Regions from separate parts of the Ovis aries genome. Here region 2 is linked to region 1. The links are chromatin contacts, called in public Hi-C maps. All regions are on one chromosome and are shown on one strand. Each heading gives the region's core, a stretch centred on a gene start, on an enhancer-like site or on the middle of the called end of the contact. The rest is flanking DNA. Distances are from core to core; before and after follow the strand shown. Region 1 holds the start of REV1 (REV1 DNA directed polymerase). Region 2 holds the start of TXNDC9 (thioredoxin domain containing 9).

Region 1 (5,302 bases), core at 2,226-4,725:
AGCGTTCAGTTCAGTTCAGTTCAGTCTCTCAGTTGTGTCTGACTCTTTGTGACCCCGTGAATCGCAGCACCCCAGGCCTTCCTGTCCATCACCAACTCCCGGAGTTCACTCAGACTCACGTCCATCGAGTTGGTGATGCCATCCAGCCATCTCATCCTCTGTCGTCCCTTTTCCTCCTGCCCCAAATCCCTCCCAGCATCACAGTCTTTTCCAATGAGTCAACTCTTCGCATGAGGTGGCCAAAGTATTGGAATTTCAGCTTTAGCATCATTCCTTCCAAAGAAATCCCAGGGCTGATCTCCTTCAGAATGGACTGGCTGGATCTCCTTGCAGTCCATGGGACTCTCAAGAGTTTTCTCCAACACCACAGTTCAAAAGCATCAATTCTTCGGCACTCAGCCTACTTCACAGTCCAACTCTCACATCCATACATGACCACAGGAAAAACGATAGCCTTGACTAGACGGATCTTACCTCGTAATACATGCCAAGAAGAGATAACAAACAAAATAAATCGAAAGTGACAGAGACAGGGGCTGGCTTCATCTTAGGGGTAAGAGAAGGAATCATTCTGATGTGATGACATCTAAGCAGCAAACGGAAGACATCTGTCAAGGCAAGATCACCACCAGGAGGAAGGGGCAGGCCAACTTAAAGAACAGCAGGGATAACATCCCTAAGACAGGAACAGCGTGATTTGTTCAAGAAACGGCAAAAAGTTCTGAGTCAATTCTAAGGGTGACAGGAAGCTTTTTGCAGGATTTTGATCAAGAAGAGTGAGGGTGTAATTTATGTTTTTAAAAAGACCACCACTCTGTTGCTTTGGGATCAGTCAGTAAGACCAAGAGAAACAGGGTCACGGGGGAAGGCACTGTCACAACTGAGATGCCTCAACTAGGACAAGGATCCATGTATTAATTATCAGTAGACACTAAAAGAACAGCATGCAAGCTAACTGTCCCTGAAAAAGACTCTAAAATATTCCTCCTTCCTCATCCCCCATTCCTGACTTGATTTTGAAAAAAAAATCAGTTTTTTAAAATATCCATGTTAATGCTTTAGTGGGTACTGTTATAGGAGGAAAAAAAGGTTAAAAAGTATTTCCTTCAGTTACAAACATACTCTTATAATTTATCATATGCCACACAAACCCATACATTCTTGAGGAGCAGAAAGCTTTACTGCTCTTTAGTTCAGGGGTTGTTCATTTACTTGGAGACAAAAAGTGGTAGCTCTTCTGATGAGCTTTCTTCTCACACTTCGTCTCAGCACATCCCAGCTCATACTATTAACAGGTTGTGGACTGCAATAAAGTACACCAAAGGGAATAACATGTATTGAGGGAGAACCACGATGTACCAGGGACTCACTAGACGCCCTACATTCAAGAACTCATTTAATCCTCAGATACCCAAGGTACAAAGTTCATTACACAAATGAGAGAAAAAAAAATCAGAGAAATCAGTAACTTAAATTGTCCAAGATAACAACAGACAGAGCCAGGATTTAAGCCTACATCTAACTCTGAAGTTCTTGTCTTTCTACTACAGCAGCTATCAAAGACAGGACTCTAAAATATGTATTACGTGGACTCTTTCTGGCTTCTTATTACTGACTACCTTGTTGGTGGTGGGGCTGGGTTTCTTTTATGAAGAATCTGAGTTTTGAAGTTGGGAGTGCAGAAGATGAAGTGATCTTACATTTTCAAATACATTACTTTGAAAAAGTATTTTCTGCTTGAGATTCCAAAGAAATTAATCATAAAGATTCCCACCTTTAAAAAAAAAAATCTTAAATATCAATCGTTTACCATGAAGTAGGAGTAATGTTCTCTGAAAGTCTGGTACAGATTCTGTCCTCAAAAGACCTACAGATAAAGACAGGATGCAAATAAAAAGAAAATCATCAATAATATCTGAGAAGTGGCAAACAGCCTAAGGAGTGAATGAAGAGCCTTCTAGATCAGGGAAGGATTGCTGGAAAGAGAGGGACTCTAGGTGAGCTTTCCTGGAGAAAGGAATGGCAACCCACTTCAGTGTTCTTGCCTGGAGAATTCCATGGACAGAGGAGCCTGGCGGGCTACAGTCCATGGGGTCGCAAAGAGTCAGACAGGACTGAGCCAGTAACACCCACAGGTGAGCTTCCCCGAGTCTAGGAAGTACAGCGAGGGGGAAAGACTCTAGCAGCTTCTGCTCCGGCTAAGACGAGCCTACGTGCAAAAGCAGAGATGGAAGTTTGGAAAGCAGGTAGACGGTACCCAAGGTTACCTCCGTTCCACACTAAAGAGGAAAAGGCTAATTCTCGCAGACTATAGTGGACAGGCTAAGCAGACAGAATTAATCAGAATTACATAAAGTCCTTACCAGCTAGTTACAAGCTCTTTTATGGTACGTGCTAGTCTAGTTATTCTCATTTAAAGGATACCATCTCTACGCTGGACGTGACCTGAAAAGATGCGGAAGGCAGAAATAGTAGACTCAACACCTGCAATCCTTTTTTTTTAATCACAGGAGGGTTGGGGGGGGGGGGGTGGCGTCAACTAAGGAGTGATACACTAACGTTAATTCTTTCCCAACTGAGTTTCGGCAGTAAGAGCAAGGAAACATGTAGGGAAATGCCCCTCTCCGTCCACTCAAGTGCTGAATCATTTCACAAGGAGTGCAGTGGGCGAGGGACGCTTGTCAGGACAGTTGGGGACAGGTGCCCGCGTATTAAGGCAACAGATAAGTAACCAGGGAAAACAAGTGAGTAAAAACTGCCTTCGGAGAGTCCGACGCCGATTCCCGGGTCCGCGGGGCGGAGGGGAGACGCCACGGCGGGAGGCCGGGCGGAGCGTCCGGCGCGGGGCCCCTGCCGCCAGCCCGCGACGCTTGGAGCCCGGCCGCCCGCGCGCACGAATGAATGGCGCGGGGCTGAAGAGCCGGCGCGGCGCCGGCGCAGCAGCCGGGAGTTTGCGGCGCGGTCCGAGCGGGGCCGGCGCGGGGCGCGGCGGAGAGGGCCGCGGGCGCGGGTCGTCGGCGAGGCGCCTCCGCGGGCGGCCGAGCGCGGGCGGCGGCGCCGGGCCGGCCGCGCCATGGCGGAGGGGGAAGGGGAGGTCACGCGTTACATAACCCGGCAGCTGCCGCGCTTCGGGCGCCGCGGGCCGCCCAGGCCGCGAGCCCAACGGCCGCGGGGCCCGGGCCGGCGCGCCCGCCCCCGCCCCGCCTCAGGCCGCCGCGCCGGGCGACGCGGGGCCGCTCCCACCCCGCCCCCACCCCCGCCGCCGGCCCGGGGTCGCTCACCTTCAGCCCTGTCCCAGACCACCATGCCCGGGCGCGGCCGCCTCCTCCGGCCTCGCGGGCCCCGGCGCCGCCGCACACGGTGCCCTCGCCGGGGGCGGGGAGGAGGGCCGGCGAAGGAGTCGCACCGCCGCGCCGCGGTCCACGCTCGCCCCACGCTCGCGGCGGCCGGCCTGCGCGCGCTCGGCGCCCGCTCCGCCCCTCCCCCCGGCGGGCGCGCGCGCCGCGGCTCCGCCCCGCCCCGCCCCCTCCGGCGGCCGGCGCGCTCCCAGGCCCCGCCCCGCCCGGCCCCGCCCCGCCCCGCCCGCGGCTGCTTGAGCTCCGCCCCGCGCGGCGCCCGCGCCCGCCTGGAGCCCTGCCCTGGGCGATGGCGAACCGCGGGCGCCGAGCCCCTGCCCTCCCCCGCCGGCCCGCAGCGGGCCGCGCCTCCGTGGCACCTGACCATCTCGCTCGCGGGGGCGGAGAGGAGCGCGGCGCTGGTCCGCCTTCCGCATCGCGCCGCCAGCCTTGCAGCCCGAGCCCGTCGCGCCTTCCGCTTGGGTCGCGGAGCCGTCCCGGCCTCCCGGAGGCCCCGCCCGGCTCTGCGCTCCCGGGTCTGGGAGGGCACAAGTACGGGGACTGACCATGCTGGAAACCCTGGAAGATCCGTAAAACACCGGGGTCCCCCGCCACTAGCCGTTGACTCACAGTGACATCTAGTGACGGAAGGGACACTCGCGAACTGACACTTGGCTGTGTCAGGGGGCGACCGGGAATCAGGGCCCACGGAGATTAGTGGGAACAAACGCTGCGCCGCCGAGGGTGAGCGTTGCCAGCTCCTTTGGGGGCTCGAACACTGGTCCCTGCGCGACCAGGCTCGCCCTGCATTGCACCTGGATATTTGTAAACCTGCGGCAGGTGGCCCATCCCACATGCAGCACTGGGGTGACACGTGAAAGCAATTTGATACTGTCCAAAAAAAATCATATATTATCTATGTCTAAATACAATTATAATTGAGGACCTTCTGGCAAAAGACAAGTTGTTGCATAAGGACTGTTTTCCCTCTCTTGGCAGTTTTGGTTTGCCAGATCATCCCATATCTCCATTACAATAGTCTTTGTTGTTGCAATGCACGAGCATGAAGCGAACCCCCTAGCAAAGGCTCAACACTGTCCATTTATTCCCTTACCTGAAAGACTTGAAGAGTTTGCAAGTGCTTAGGAAACAGTTAGTACTCTTTTCAAAACTGCTTTTGCAGAGCAGAGACTTGTTTACTGGTGATTCAGCCCACTGGAGTGTGTTGCCATTGCCTTCTCCAGTATTCAACTTGTTTCTTTTTTCCAGTCCCTTCTTTTTTGCTGCTTTATAGCTGAGGAGCCTGGTAGGCTGCAGTCCATGGGGTGGCTAAGAGTCGGGCACTTCACTTTCACTTTTCACTTTCATGCACTGGAGAAGGAAATGGCAACCCACTCCAGTGTTGTTGCCTGGAGAATCCCAGGGACTGGGGAGCCTGGTGGGCTGCCGTCTATGGGGTCGCACAGAGTCGGACATGACTGAAGCGACGCAGCAGCAGCAGCAGCAGCAGCAGCAGACTTCTATAAATGCACTTCAACTTGAGTACTGAAAATGTACTGAAAATGTTCTTCTGAGATGTCATAATTTAATACAAATGGCATCGTTTCAACAGGACCACAAACAGGTACTGGCGGCAACATCAGGGTATCACCTGATTTTTTTTAATGTAAATCTATAAATGTCAGTATTCTATTAACATGAAATGGTAAAACTCAGTTTTCAAATTGAACTCACCTGTGAACTCTACAGGAAAAATACTTTTATATTTCCATTTTCTTTCCCACTCTCTCCTATCCAAGCCAAAGATTTTTTTCCCCTCTATTTTCTCGAGAAAGAAACACAGACATTGAGATAACTGACCTCAACAACACCTTTATAGAATATAGTAAAATGGTATTAGCTGCATTTTAGTGCAAACTGGTAGGCAGTCTCCAATAACAAGGTAGAAAACCCAGTGTGCTCTCTAG
Region 2 (5,776 bases), core at 1,619-4,118, 150 kb before region 1:
GGTGTTTCTTGGACTTGACTATGAATTAACACTGATTGGGCTAACTCGGAATGTGTCTTTAAAAACTATCTTTCCCCCCCCAGGGAAAAATTTTAATGGCATTAGGTACTTTTGAGGTCAAACAACCCTAAAGACTGAGAACTTTAGGCACGTGTATATAGAAGTGGTTAGAAGCATACTGTGAGAGCAATTTCAGAAAGCAGTGCAGAGAGGTTACTTGTTTCTGCTGTTGAGCTTTCTTCAGAGCCTCGAGTCTCTTTTCTTTGAGGCGTTCTAATTCATCCTCATCCATCTGATCTAGCTTCTGAATTTCCGAATCCAAATGTTCTTCCACTAGTTTGGTGGTTTGAAGCAACTGATTCTCCAGGACTTTTGAAAACATGTCAACAGATGCGTTTGCTTCCATTCTTCTAAATGGTACGGTTCAGCCTTGATGCAGGAGAGAAGGTTTACAAAGTTGGAGAAAAAAATAAGACAAGAAACTTTCTCTTAGTTCCCAAAATGCTAGCAAATATACAATTTGGAGTTCACAAAGTGTTCTGCTGACAACCAACCATGTCATGTTAAGAATTTTTACTTAAATATTTTAAAATTTAATTTTCAACAGGTTATAGTCACTCTTGCGTGTTGTCGCTTCAGTTGTGTCTGACTGTAGCCTGCCAGGCTCCTCTGTCCATGGCATTCTCCAGGCAAGAATACTGCAGTGGGTTGCCACGTCCTCCTCTAGGGGATCTTCCTGACCCAGGGATCAAACCCTGTCTCTTATGTCTCCTGCACTGGCAGGTGGGTTCTGTACCACCAGGGAAGTCACACTAGTCAAAAATAATTTAGACCAAAGGTTAGAGTGCTTTTGACTTTGTTTACTATTCTAAAGCAAAGAAATCTTTAAGACCATCACCAGACCAGAAAGAAATGAGCAGCTGAAACTAAACCTGGTGTTGTATACTGACAGTATTCTCTACCAAAGGAAAAGAGACGCAAAGCAGAAATGACTGCAAACGTGATAAAGTGTAACTGTAGCCATGTTTTACACATATGTGTACACACCAAATTTTGCTTTTAAGATAGAGCACATTTGAGCAAAAAACATTATTTTTCATCTCTGCCTAAATGATTTTAACTCTGAAGAGAGCTCATTACAACTTGTGTAAAGAACTCTGCCTGGTGTCCCTAAGCTCTAGTTTCCAATTCTGTTCTCTCAGTAACTAATAAAGTCTAAGAGCCCACAAAGATTGATACTAGTATTGATTTAGTGACACTCAGTGCTCATAACTTTGATGTCAAACATTCCAAATACTAAAAGCATATTGATTTTACCATCACTCCTCTATGTAAGATAGGAGTTTAAAAACAGACTCTAATGCAGATCTCAATGACATAGTCTATTTATTTAAAATTTTTATTTTATATTGGCATATAGTTGATTTACAATGTTGTATTTCAGGTATACAGCAAAGTGATTAATTTATACATACTCAATTCCCTTTTTCAAATTCTTTTCCCATTTAAGTTACTACAGATTACTGAACAGAGTTCCTTGTGCTATACAGTGTCTTTGTTGGTTATCTATTTCAACTGCGTATTTTAAAATAAGTTATTTTCTACCAGCAACAGTTAGATGGTGATTTTATGTACTTCTGGGTTATTACCACAGAAATTTATAAGTTGTCAAAGCAGGAGACTGTTGATCTCAACTAACTATGATATGTTTTCAACTACTACTGAAGCACTTTTAAATAATCTGAAATTTGTGAGCTCATTTGCCCAGCTTCTGACACAGACTGGCCCACCAGACCCTCTATTAACTGTTGAACTGAATTGAAATAGTTTTCCTGCAAAATTCTCCTCTGATTCCATTTTTTTTCCCCACATGAAAAGCAGTCTAAAAGCATCCTGGATTTTATCTTTGTATTCCTGGAGCTAGCAATGTGGGGAACACTGCAGGTGTGCAAAAAATATTTGTCAATGGTTGAAGTAGCATGTGTCTAGCTATTGTTCAAATTATGGTTATGTTTTAAAAGTATGTCTGGGTTTTAAAAACCAAAATGTAAGTTCCTCACAGGCGATAAACTTTTAAAGGACCTGCATTTCAAATACAGGAAATGAATTTCACACTCCCTACTTCTCAAGAAAAACTTAAGGCTATGACTCTCAGGATCGGGGAGGATGAGACAGAAAAGTAGTATGTGTTAAACACAGACTTGCTTGCCAGACCTTGTTCTTTACAAGGGGCGTAGCGGATGCTTGTCCCTGGAGTTTTACAGGCTGAGCTCAGAATTTAACTCTGGATGATTGGGAGGAGACGCGATTAACAAGAGTTGTTCTAGGGGGCAGGTTGTGCTGGTCATTGCCTTCAGAAAGGGGGAAAGGAGATGGTGCAGAGATAACTTCATTCTCCAAACCAAAAGCTTCCGATTCTTTTTTCAGTTCAACTGAATGGTGGGGAGGGACGTGTCCTGAAGTTACCTAACCATTTCCGCGATTCCCCTGTATGCACCCGCCAAAACAACCAGGGGGCCTCACCGTTAACCGCGCGGCAGCCGCTTCCCAAAAGTACCCTCGCCACTCCCCGCACCCCGGGAACAGACGAGGGCAGAGGCGAGGGGCCCCCAGCTTCAAAGCCTCCCCGGCGCATGCGCCAAAGCCTCCCCCGTGGCGGGGACTCCAGGGCCCGAGCCGCGCCCCTCCCTCGCCTAGGCAGGATGCGGAGCAGTCGGGCGTCCGTTAGCACCAGGATGTATGGCCGGTTTTTTCACGCCACTCTCTGCCTCACCTGAGCTCTCGGCGATACCTGAGATACGAAGAACCAGCCTCTCCAGAAGAGCAATCCTCTCTGGCTTCAGCCTCCAAGCAGCTGCGGGTAGCTGCGAAGCGGCCGTCACTACCGCCTCCTCATTGGCCGCGGATCTCACGCGATAGCAGCTGCGACGTCCCAGGAAGTGGAGGTAGTGCGGAGGAGGGGGGCAGTGCGCGCGGCGAGCGCTTCTGCGCGTGCGCCCTTCTCCACCTTTCCTGTGCTCCGGCTCTCCGAACTCTCGGCGTTTGAACGAACCTTTCCCTCCCTCCGAGTAAACAGCCGAGAGGGCTGGGGAGCGAAGTACGCCGGAGATTGTAGTTTCTTTAGTGCTTAGCCTGGAGTCGACGTTCTTAGGCTCTGACACATCAACAGTGTTACATCAGAAAGGAAATAGCAATGACCCTGCTCTGAAGTGGCACTCCAATTTTGTTTCCATTCGGTTTATTGAAAAATTCCCCCCTTTAAAAAACAATTAAAGTATAACTTACGTGTAAGTTTTTACATAGTTAATACATAGAGTCGTTGTCCAGATCCGGATATAAAACACTTTTACAACCCTAGTATGCTCCCTCGCGACTTCCCTGACATAAATTTTTAGAGCTTGTTCTCGGTTTGAATGTAAAGATCATGATCTATTTAGGAGAATTAATGGGTGTGTCCTTTTTTTTTTATGGTTTGTTTGTTTTGGTAATTCATGGACATGACTACGAGGCTCAATATTGTGGATTTCTGTCTCCCTTTGGAACACCCAGACGGCTCACCCGTGGCTCACTATGCTTCTTTATTGAACTTCACGCAGCTGAGTACAGAGGGACAGAGGTTAAAGGTGGAAGGGAAGCCCAAAGTCGGCTTTTGAACTGAGATCCAATTCCCCAACTCTGCGTCCCCCAGCAGGGAGAGGGCCGACCGGGGAAATTGTCAACCTCATTGTCCACCTCCAGGTTCTAGAATCTTGAAACCCCGCGGACCTCGGAGCGCCGCGGACGCTTGCCGGAAGAGGGCGCTCGGGTTCCCGCCTGACGGACGGGTAACTAGAGACGCTCTACCCGCGGCGCAGCTCTCGATGAGCCGCGCCCTGCGTCCCCACGCCGAGGCGGCGGGGCGATGCGCTTGCGCACTCGGAGCTCACACCATATGTGCCCTGTCCCAGTGCGCGGGTCTGTGGAGAGCCGGGTGCGAGAGGTGGCAGCGCGAGGGGCACGGAGCCAAGCGGAGACCGAAGTCAGCCGAGGGACAGCGGGTCTGTGAGAGACCGAGTAGAGGGGCTGGGGCTGCGAGCGCCGCTGACACACGATGGGGAAGAAGCAGAAAAACAAGAGCGAAGACAGGTACTAGTGGCGGGGTCCTCACCGCGGCGGCCGGCGCGGCTCAGGGGGTCGCGCGGCTCCCGCGGGCGCGGGGCGGACCCAGGTCGAGGCTCGAGAGCGGCCCCGCGAGGCACAGGCCGGGACCCAGAGTGGGCAGCGCGGGCCCGAGACCCCAGTTCCGGGCGGGCGAGGAGGGCCTCGGCGGCGAGCGGGGTCCCAGCCGAGACTCCGTCCCCTCGCCCGGCTCGCGAGAAGGTCTCTGGCTTGAGGAGCCGGGAGTCGTTCTGGGGTTCGCGGTGCCGTGGGGCAGGGCTCGGGCGGCCTCACGGAGCCGGGGGCCGCTTGGCCACCGTGGCACGGGCGGGTGGGAGTTGTTGTTGCGGCGCTGCTCTTGGCGGAGGTCTGGAAGAGTTCTGTTCTTTTGCCTGTGTGCCTATGAATTCTTGGAGAGAGAAGGGTTTGGAATGCGACGTGCCTCCAGCCAGGTGGTTCTCCCCCTCGGAGCCTCTCAGGCACGTTAGAGACAACGCGAGGAGCGTAGCAGGTTGCTCTGTCTTAACTTCAGTTAATTTGGTTCAGCTTTCAATTACTTACGGGCTGATTGTCCAGACTCCATGCTTTTCGCGTTCCTTCTTCCGGCCTTTTGGTCATTTCTTTACTCGCTAGCACCTCCCCTAAGAAAGGAGGAGATGAAACAAACCAACCAGGGTCGCTCTTTTCTAACCACTTAAGAAGGCTTTGGGGGCGAGGGAGCTTAAGGGTGTATGTAGAGTTGAGTACCCCGAGATGATTGTAACATTCCTGGGTGTCATATTCGGTGGAGTTCTTTACCCCTCTTCATGGAAAGGGCTTACTTCCTGGGAGTGAACAACATATGTTATTTTTCACCTTTGTAAACTACTCACCAAAGTTAGTTCAGATACTGGGCATAATAAGAGAAATTCGAAAAACAAAAACAACACCCTGTGATAGTTCATTTCGACTCAAAACGTGTATTTGCTCTTGAAGTTTGAATGCGATTACTAGTTGTGATTTGGAATCCTGGGTCGTATCCTGACCTGGCCCTCACCTAGCTGTTGAATGGAGTTAAAAAGACACGAAGTGTCTTGTATTTCAGTTAGAGGTCTATTGGAGGAAGTTGGTTGGTTTGAAGAGTAGCCAGATAAATAAGAAAAAATAAGCAGAATTCTGGGGTGATCTAGTGGGGCAAAAATTTCTGTGCCTTTGACAGGATGTTTTGGTGCCTGAGATACTTCTTTTTCCTCAGCCTTACACAAGAAATGGAGAGATGAGTGTAGTAAAGCTTCCTGTACCGGTTACCCAGCTTCAGCCATTGTTGTCACGTGACTGGTCCTGTTTCATCTACCTGCTGGATATTTTAAAGCAACTCTGAAAATCGTTTCATGTGTAAATCCTTTAAGTGTATCTGAAAGGTGAATACCTGAGGGGGAAAAAAAACGCAGAAACACAGCCTAAAACACAAACACAATGTCATTAAACCCAAGGAATACTATCAATGGTTTCTTAAATAGTCAGTTGTCAGTTTTCTAATTTCACTGATCCTTATTTTAAGAAATCTTTTTTTAACAATTGGTTTGTTTGGATCAGGATTACAGAACTCTGTTATTTAGATTAAAAAACATACGTATGTGTTATCTTACTTTTCAAACTC

Evidence for each region. Hi-C and Micro-C count contacts between places; a contact is called where the count stands out from the background.
Region 2: a Hi-C map of hypothalamus shows a contact between it and region 1, with 3 times the contacts expected there. The contact joins the promoter of TXNDC9 here to the promoter of REV1 in region 1. A contact is called at or near these places in 4 of 16 Hi-C or Micro-C datasets (hypothalamus, liver, muscle and 1 more).

Annotation. Positions count from the first base shown.
Region 1 is chr3:101,859,574-101,864,875 of ARS-UI_Ramb_v3.0, reverse strand. It overlaps REV1 (REV1 DNA directed polymerase), which reads right to left and starts at 3,475. Exons shown (of 22, transcript XM_042246420.2): 1 at 3,282-3,475.
Region 2 is chr3:102,013,142-102,018,917 of ARS-UI_Ramb_v3.0, reverse strand. TXNDC9 (thioredoxin domain containing 9) reads right to left here and starts at 2,868. Exons shown (of 5, transcript XM_042246424.1): 1 at 2,524-2,868; 2 at 218-429. The coding sequence starts at 406. EIF5B (eukaryotic translation initiation factor 5B) reads left to right here and starts at 3,930. Exons shown (of 24, transcript XM_060413928.1): 1 at 3,930-4,125. The coding sequence starts at 4,091.